2 separate regions of the Lactuca sativa genome follow, and region 2 is linked to region 1. A link is a contact called in public Hi-C data. All regions are on one chromosome and are shown on one strand. Each heading gives the region's core, a stretch centred on a gene start, on an enhancer-like site or on the middle of the called end of the contact. The rest is flanking DNA. Distances are from core to core; before and after follow the strand shown.

What was found. Hi-C and Micro-C count contacts between places; a contact is called where the count stands out from the background.
Region 2: a Hi-C map of leaf shows a contact between it and region 1, with 5 times the contacts expected there. The contact joins the promoter of LOC111895348 here to the promoter of LOC111911417 in region 1. A contact is called at or near these places in 2 of 4 Hi-C or Micro-C datasets (both in leaf).

Annotation. Positions count from the first base shown.
Region 1 is chr6:168,281,756-168,285,677 of Lsat_Salinas_v11, reverse strand. LOC111911417 (60S ribosomal protein L37a) reads left to right here and starts at 1,889. Exons shown (of 5, transcript XM_023907197.3): 1 at 1,889-2,000; 2 at 2,749-2,788; 3 at 2,918-3,006; 4 at 3,110-3,192; 5 at 3,290-3,517. The coding sequence starts at 1,998. The coding sequence ends at 3,353.
Region 2 is chr6:168,567,513-168,571,434 of Lsat_Salinas_v11, reverse strand. LOC111895348 (probable rRNA-processing protein EBP2 homolog) reads right to left here and starts at 2,012. Exons shown (of 2, transcript XM_023891432.3): 1 at 1,882-2,012; 2 at 389-1,501. The coding sequence starts at 1,493. The coding sequence ends at 585.

The DNA of each region.
Region 1 (3,922 bases), core at 640-3,139:
CTTTATTAATATTATTTTATCCCATTATTTGTTGGTTTGACAGCCAAACACAACCCCTTACCAAGGCGAGTTACAGAATCGGAGTACTTCCCGATCGGCTCCATACTGAGGCGGGCAGTGTTGTAAAACTCGGACAACTCGGTGATTAATATGTATAATATACTTAATGATTTATTATCTAACACACACATGTGATTATTACTATATATATATATATATATATATATATATATATATATATATATATATATATATATATATATATATATATATATTAAAATTTCATTAATTATTCACGACGTTACAACTTCGCTAAAACTTTTGAAATCTAGGGGAAAATCGAGCTAAAATCTCAAAGAAACGCAGAGAAAATTGGAAAGGCATAAGGAATGAAGTGGGGCTACAACTGCTATTTATAACTGGATTTTGATCATGCGTGTTACGCCTTTCAAGGTGCGCTTCATGCGCTTAAGGCTACGTCTCCCCAACCGTTGTGTCATGTGTCATCTTCTCTGTGGTCCGTGTTGCCACCTTCTAGAAGCGTGCACCGCACAAGTAAAAAATTTTGTAAATTCTGTAACTTCTTCATATGAACTTCGTTTTCGACGTTCTTTATATTCACACATAGCTATCGACAAGATCTACAACCTTCATTTAGACATCTTCAGATAGTTCTCGCTTTACTTTTAAAGTTATATTTTTATAAGCTTAGATTGATAAAGTCCGTATAAAAATCATAACTCTCTCATTAGATATCAGTTATCGACTGTCTTTATATCGACAAATATATATTAACGAGATCTTCAATTCTCGTTTAGATTGTTCTGACTAACAATCGACCGTTCTTAATTTTGGGTTCTATGTTGTATACTATTGCGCTGAAACTTCTAAAAATCATAACTTTCTTACATGAAGTCGGATTTGAAAGTTTTCTATATGCAAGTTCTCACGTTTACGATTCCTACAACTTTCGTGTGGTCATCTATAAAAACATTTGTTTATCATCGTGATGAATAATTATTCTATTATTCTTTAATCATCTAGTCTTATCTTACGAACGTTACATCGGATCAGTTCAACGTATTCCATATTTGTTCTAAATAGGTTTGAAAGTATTTTTTTTATGTTATAATTTTAGCTGGTCTAGTACATACATATACCCACATCTACTCATATAAAAGCTTAAAAACAACAAATTTTTTAAGGAAAATGACTTATATCTGTAATTGCATCAATTTATACAACAAAACAAAAATTCCTTATTTTTAACATATATTCGCAGATAAAAACATATAATCATACAAAGAATCGAAACATACCCACATAAAATGTATTTCTTCACTGCTAGAAGAAGACATTCTTTGAAGTTGATTTAGTCCGAAATAGTGAGTTTGAAATGAGGTCCGAAACAATGAGTCCGTAAGAATGATCCGAGACAGTAATATATAATAGACCACATTATCGGGTCAGACCATTTTATCCGTTTATCTGTTTCAGAATTTGAGTCAAGAATGAGTTCTAGACCGAATGCCCATTTTTCAAAAATAATTTTAAAGTAGTTATTTTTTAAAAAACCATAAAAAAATAGTTAGATTATTTAATTTATTATTATTATTTTATAGTAATTATCAATAATATAAATATTTTATAGTTAATATAACCATAAAAAATAATCAGATTACTTAATTTCTTAATATTAATAGTATAATTATTTTCAAACATATACATAATTTAACCTTGTTCAATACGAATATTTAAAATAAAAAAAAAAAAAAAAAAAGTATAGTATAATAATTAGATAACACTAAATAGAATCACACTATTGGGTTAGGCCCAATATCATTTATCGTAAACAAGAAAAGCCCAATCGTTTTCACAATACGTGCTTGATTCTGTCCACTATAAATCGTGATTAATGAAGAATTTAGGGTTCAGCTCTTTATCGCCGTGCTTTGTTTCTCTGCAAGTTTCGAACATTCCTCATCCGATCTTCAGAAATGGTATAGTCTATCTTGAACATCATTATCTAGCAATAGCAAGTAAATCGTTTATTTTGATTTCACTGTTTCAGAACATTATAGCATAGTCATTTTTGTTGTTCATCAATCGAATCAGAGCATGCCTATTAGTGTTTCGCGTTTTTCTCTTAGATTTGCACGTACTCCATCTACTCCCAAATAGTCTTCTGTAAAATCCACACGCTTTTATACAAATTAATGAATTATAATTAAGTATTAGATGTTCCATTTCTTTGTATGCTCAAGGATCAATTCCGCTGTTCCGATGATGCAATTCTTTCTAAAGATTTGCAATCTTACCTTGAGTTCGTTAGCATATGCGGTTGATTTAGCAATTCTAAGTTCTAACTAATCAAAGCGGCATGGAATGCATAACACGTCCAAAGTTGGGATTTTTTTAGAATGCTATTCTCAGAAGCTTATAAAATTGTTCAAATTTCGATTGCAAGTAACCACTTTAAACATCATGCGTACCACACATAAGACATTTTTGGTATTAGGATCAGTCGTCATCTGATGAGTATTATAGCTTTGTAGATAAAAATCCAAGTCTTCAAATTTGAAATCTTCATTGGTAATGAAGGGAGTGATTACCAAAATTCACGACCTCCTTAGCATCTGTTCTTTATTGTTAAAAATTTTCAAATACATTACTTTCTAACTTCAGTTATTAACTTAAATTTGTAAACTAAATACTAATTTTATATTCATCATTCAATTTAATTTGCAGACAAAGAGGACAAAGAAGGCCGGCATTGTCGGAAAGTATGGTAAGTATCATGTTTTTGCTACAAAGTTCCTAATATGATAGAAATTATCTATATAAATATTTTTTGTTGTTAAATTACAAAAAATGAAAATATTTTACTTAAATATTGTTTTTTAATTTTCTTTTTCAGGTACCCGTTATGGTGCTAGTCTGCGTAAACAGATCAAGAAAATGGAAGTCAGCCAGCACAGCAAGTATTTCTGTGAGTTTTGTGGGAAGGTAAATCATCTACTTTTGGATTTTTATAATAATTTGTATTTTTTGCAAAATGTTTGTTGCTTATGTGAAAATATTTTGTATTTGTTTTGAAATGGTGAAACAGTATGCTGTGAAGAGAAAGGCAGTTGGAATCTGGGGTTGCAAGGATTGTGGGAAAGTGAAAGCAGGGGGTGCATACACATTGAAGTAATAATTTTTTTTATATTTTCTTTGTTTCTTTGATTTATATTTTAATGTTTTTAATTCACTGATAATTTTGTTTTTTGTTTTTGAATGATAATAGTACTGCAAGTGCTGTTACAGTTAGGAGCACAATTCGAAGGCTGAGGGAGCAAACTGAGAGTTAAGTAGAAGGTTCATCAATGTTAAGGTCTTTCATTTACCCTTTTATTGTATTAGATCCTGAGAGAGTTTTGTTGAGTTATTCATGACATGTATTTTGTTTCAAGTATTTTGGTTTTATAAATCATGCAAAGACATTTAGAGTTTTGGATGTGGATTTTGCATTTCATATCTAGATGTTTTTGTTTTTTTTAATTATTATTCATAGCATTTAGAATTGTATCTTTGGAGTGTTTGGCTTGTGGAGTCTGGCGTACATGTTTTGGTTTTCAGTTTGTTCATTTTGGTTGAAGTCATATCAGACTCGATGTTTGATAGATGTTTGGGTTATCCAGCATTTTTTAGTGATAAGTGGAAGCAATTGAGCTGAGTTGGTTTTTTATTATATATTTTAAGACTAAAATAGCTTTTTTCTATGAGCAAAGTAATTTATTATGTGTAAAATAAAAACATGTTCAGTGGTCACTAATATGGTAGACCCCAAATCTTAGAATCCATTCTTTGTAAAATAATTTGCAACACCTAAGTGCATCTTTATTTGATCTAAATTTATAAATTTAACGACAAAATTACA
Region 2 (3,922 bases), core at 763-3,262, 290 kb before region 1:
CTTCAGCCACCGTCATTAACCTGCACAACACTGCCTAAAGAAATCATTTCCATCACCTTGTTTTTCAACTTTAAAAAAATTGAAAAATATGTTCTTGTTTTATTTCAAAGTTGAGCAAAATTTCACCAGGTCCTAATTCTTTAGTAGCTTTTGCAAGCTCATATGCTCAACATTCACCAGTTAAACAAAAATAGTTTGGTAAAAGTGAAAAGTATGTTTTTTTTTACATTTGGTAATTATCGGTGAAGGAATGTAATGTAAGTACGTTGCTATAATGAGTAAAGAATTGTATGTACATTGGTGTTTTCTGTAAAGAAAATGTAAGTAAGTTGATATTATGAGTTAGTAAAAGAAAAATGAACTTCTACACTCCATAACTCTGCATATGTCAAAACCAAAATGTCATATCTTCATTTGATTCCTAAATGAAACTAAAATAGTAAAATGTAACATTCAACTTAAATAAAGCCACAAAATGAAAACAAAATATCGATTTTAAAACTTGAAAATCTGACCCAAAACAAACAAAACTGATGTGGATCAACAACATAGAGTACACCAATGAAAAGCATCCATCAAATCTTTCAAAACTTCTTTCTTTTCTTGTTTTGACCAGAATCACTGTTTCTAAACCCTTTAAAATCATTAGTAGTTTCAGCAGTGTTTTGTTTCTTCATTCCTTTCTTTCCACCAAACCCATACTTTGAATCCCTAAACTCCCTACTCTTCCTCTTTCCATTCCCATTTCCATTCCCTCCTTTTTGCTCTTTCCCTTTCCCTTTTCCACCTGACCTATCCCATGGTGACACCCCTTGTCTCTTATTCTTCTTAAATGTATCTGATTCCTTTCCTCCTTCAAATGGCAAACCCATGTCACCATCTTTCTTCTCAGCAAACCCACTTTGTTGTCTTTGTTTCCTCCATTTCTTAACAGATTCAATCTCATCTTTCTTCTGTTTCACCCTCTCTTTCTGTTTCACAGCTTGTACTTCTTTAGCCTTCTTTTTATTATCCCTCATCTTTCTTCTTTCTTCAGCTTCTTCCATTCTTCTCTTTTCAGATAAAAGTCTTCCCTTGATTTTCTCCATGTGGGAATCGGTTTTCACCATTTCAGCATAGTAGTCTGTGGGGCGAAGGAATGGGAGGCCCATGGTTTGGAATTTCAGAAAGGCTTCACGTGTACCTTCTAGTGCTTGAGTGTAGAATGCCAGCTCACGTGCCAGGTCATCATTGACATCTACTTCTTGTTCTTGTTGGATGTCTAGTGATAGTTTGTTGATCCAGTCAATGTCTTCAGGCCAGGTGATGTCATTAAGTTTATCGAGTAGACCTTCTTTGTTGTATATGGAGGTTTTTGAAGGTTCTGATAATTTTATATCTTCATCTCCTTCTGACTCTGATTCTGATTCAGAATCTGTTTCTTGTTCCGATTCAGAAGCCTCCACATCGAGATCTTCAGGTAACAATTCTGGTGTGGGCTTTTTTATGGCCATCTAGTAATCTGTTAAGAAATATCATTCAACAAATCTTTTGTGAGTATACCACAAGTTCAAACTAGAAACAAGCATTCCAGCTACCAAATTTCCTATCGACCGACATTCTAACAGTTACAAAACATAATTAACAGCAACAGACAGGTCATTATCGAGTAAATCCTTAATGCATAAATTTCCATAATAAAAACATAAAGTCTGTAATTTTTTACGATTATCTGATGAAAAATTACATGATTATTCAGGTTTCTCGCTAATCTGAGAACACCAAACTTGCGAAATCATACATGTAATGGACATCTGCATAGAAAACAGGAGTCCGACTATTTGACATCAAACTACCTGGATAAGTGATGATATTCGTAGACAGATGATGTAGAGAACTAACCTTGAAAAGGGCGAGACGGATGTGTGGATGTATAAACCCTAAACCCTCAAAGAACGCAGTGTATGTTTCGCTGACGATTGTCTATGTTATATATAGGCCCAGAAATAAAGCCCATAGAAATGACATTGAAGTATTTGAGTCCATTAAACTAAACCTCATAATCGTTGTATAATCGTTGTGCGCTGCTGCTTATCGGCCTTATATATACATAGACCCAACGTCTGGAATAAAGCCCATAAAAATGACCCACTATTTGGCTTAATAAGCATTAAGAAAAAAAAGAAAAAACAGTCCACTAGAAAGAGGTGTACAAACCGGTTTTTTTCCGAACCGGTTCGGTTCAAGTCAACAAAGTCAACATCGGTTCACCCTTAAACCGGTTCGGTTTCAAACTGGTTCACCATCAAATTTATCCGATCCTATACAAGCCGGTTCGGTTTATTGCAAACCGGTTCACTTCAAACCGAATCATCTTAAACCGGTTCTTCGAACATGTTAAAAAAAACCGGCAGAAATTGTATATTTTTTTGATTGTTTGTTTTGTTTTTTGGGATATTATAGGTTACATAATAAAAAAAAACATCTTCAAACATCTCGAAAAACCGGTTCATAATTGGTTCAAAAACCGGTTCATAATCGGTCCAAAACCAGTTTGGAAGTCCGATTCATTGTAAATCGGTTCGAAACCTGTCCTGTTGTTCGGAAATACGAATTGGTTCAAACCGCCGGTTCGGTTCGGCATCAGATCGGTTCTAGCTTGGACCGGTTCAGATGTGAACCGGTTTTCGGCTCGGACACTGGTTCGGATCGTGAACCGGTTTTTTTGTGCACCACTAACTAGAATAGTGTCTTGAAAAAGGATTTACCAATTCCTTATATTCTTTTATAAATAACTTACCAAAACATGTTAACCAACTTAGTAAATAACAAAATAAACGGCCTCAAGAGCATTTTTGTAATTTAATATAATGGTTGTTAGAATTTGCTGGTTAGAAATTGTTAGTTAGAAGGTTTCGGGTTGATTTGTTGTATATATGTAGCTTGTTATTCATTTTTTAATCAATTAATGAGAAGTTTTCCATTGAATCATGGTTCTTTGATCTTGTTCATCAATTTTATTATGTTTTTTAAAACTTCTTCGATTCTTCCTTGATCATTCTTTTTTTCAGTTGATTCATTGCAATGAAAGAAATTCATGCTCTTAACACCAATGATTCATCTATAATTCCTGTTTCAAGCCTATATTATCTAGGATCTTAAGATAATCCTAGTTTGCTTCTTGTATCCAATGTCATCAATGGTGTTGGATTCGCTGCTGGAAAAGATCAATGGTGATTGATCTATCTACAAAGAACAAATGAGTGTTTGTTGATGGCTCTATTATTCAACCTGCAGCTGCAACTAATTCTCAAAATTATTCATAATGGTATCGTGTGAATTCTATGCTTTGTTGATGGCTTTTGAACTCGTTGCACAAAAACATTGATGATATCATTTTATTTTTTCAATCTGCTTCTAGTAATCTTGATAGAAATCAACCAAATGTATGAGCAAACAAGCGGTGCTTCGATCTATCAAATTCAGCAAAAACTTGACTCAATTTCTTAAAGTTCTAACAATTTTCAAACCTATTATACAAAATTGATGAATTATAGGGATGAGATGTGAATGGTTCAAGAATTTCTTGCTAGTTATTGTGGTACTGCTTCTAAGGTAAAAAAATCTCTTGAAGATCAATGTTTGGTTCAGCTTCTTATGGGTTTAAATGATTCATATGATGAAGCCTTTTCCCTCTTTGTCTACTGCTCATGTTTTAATCATTAAAGAAAAACATCAACGTGAGATCAATATATTTCCTATCATTAATCATGATGTTATTGCAATGAGTGCTTCTGTTGATCAACTAGATTCATTTTGCAATAAATTATTGACATGCAATCACTATAAGAAATCAGGACACGCCAAAGTAAAATGTTATCGGTTAATCGGTTTTTCTGCAAATTTCAAGTTTACAAAAGGATATAAGGATGATCATCAATCT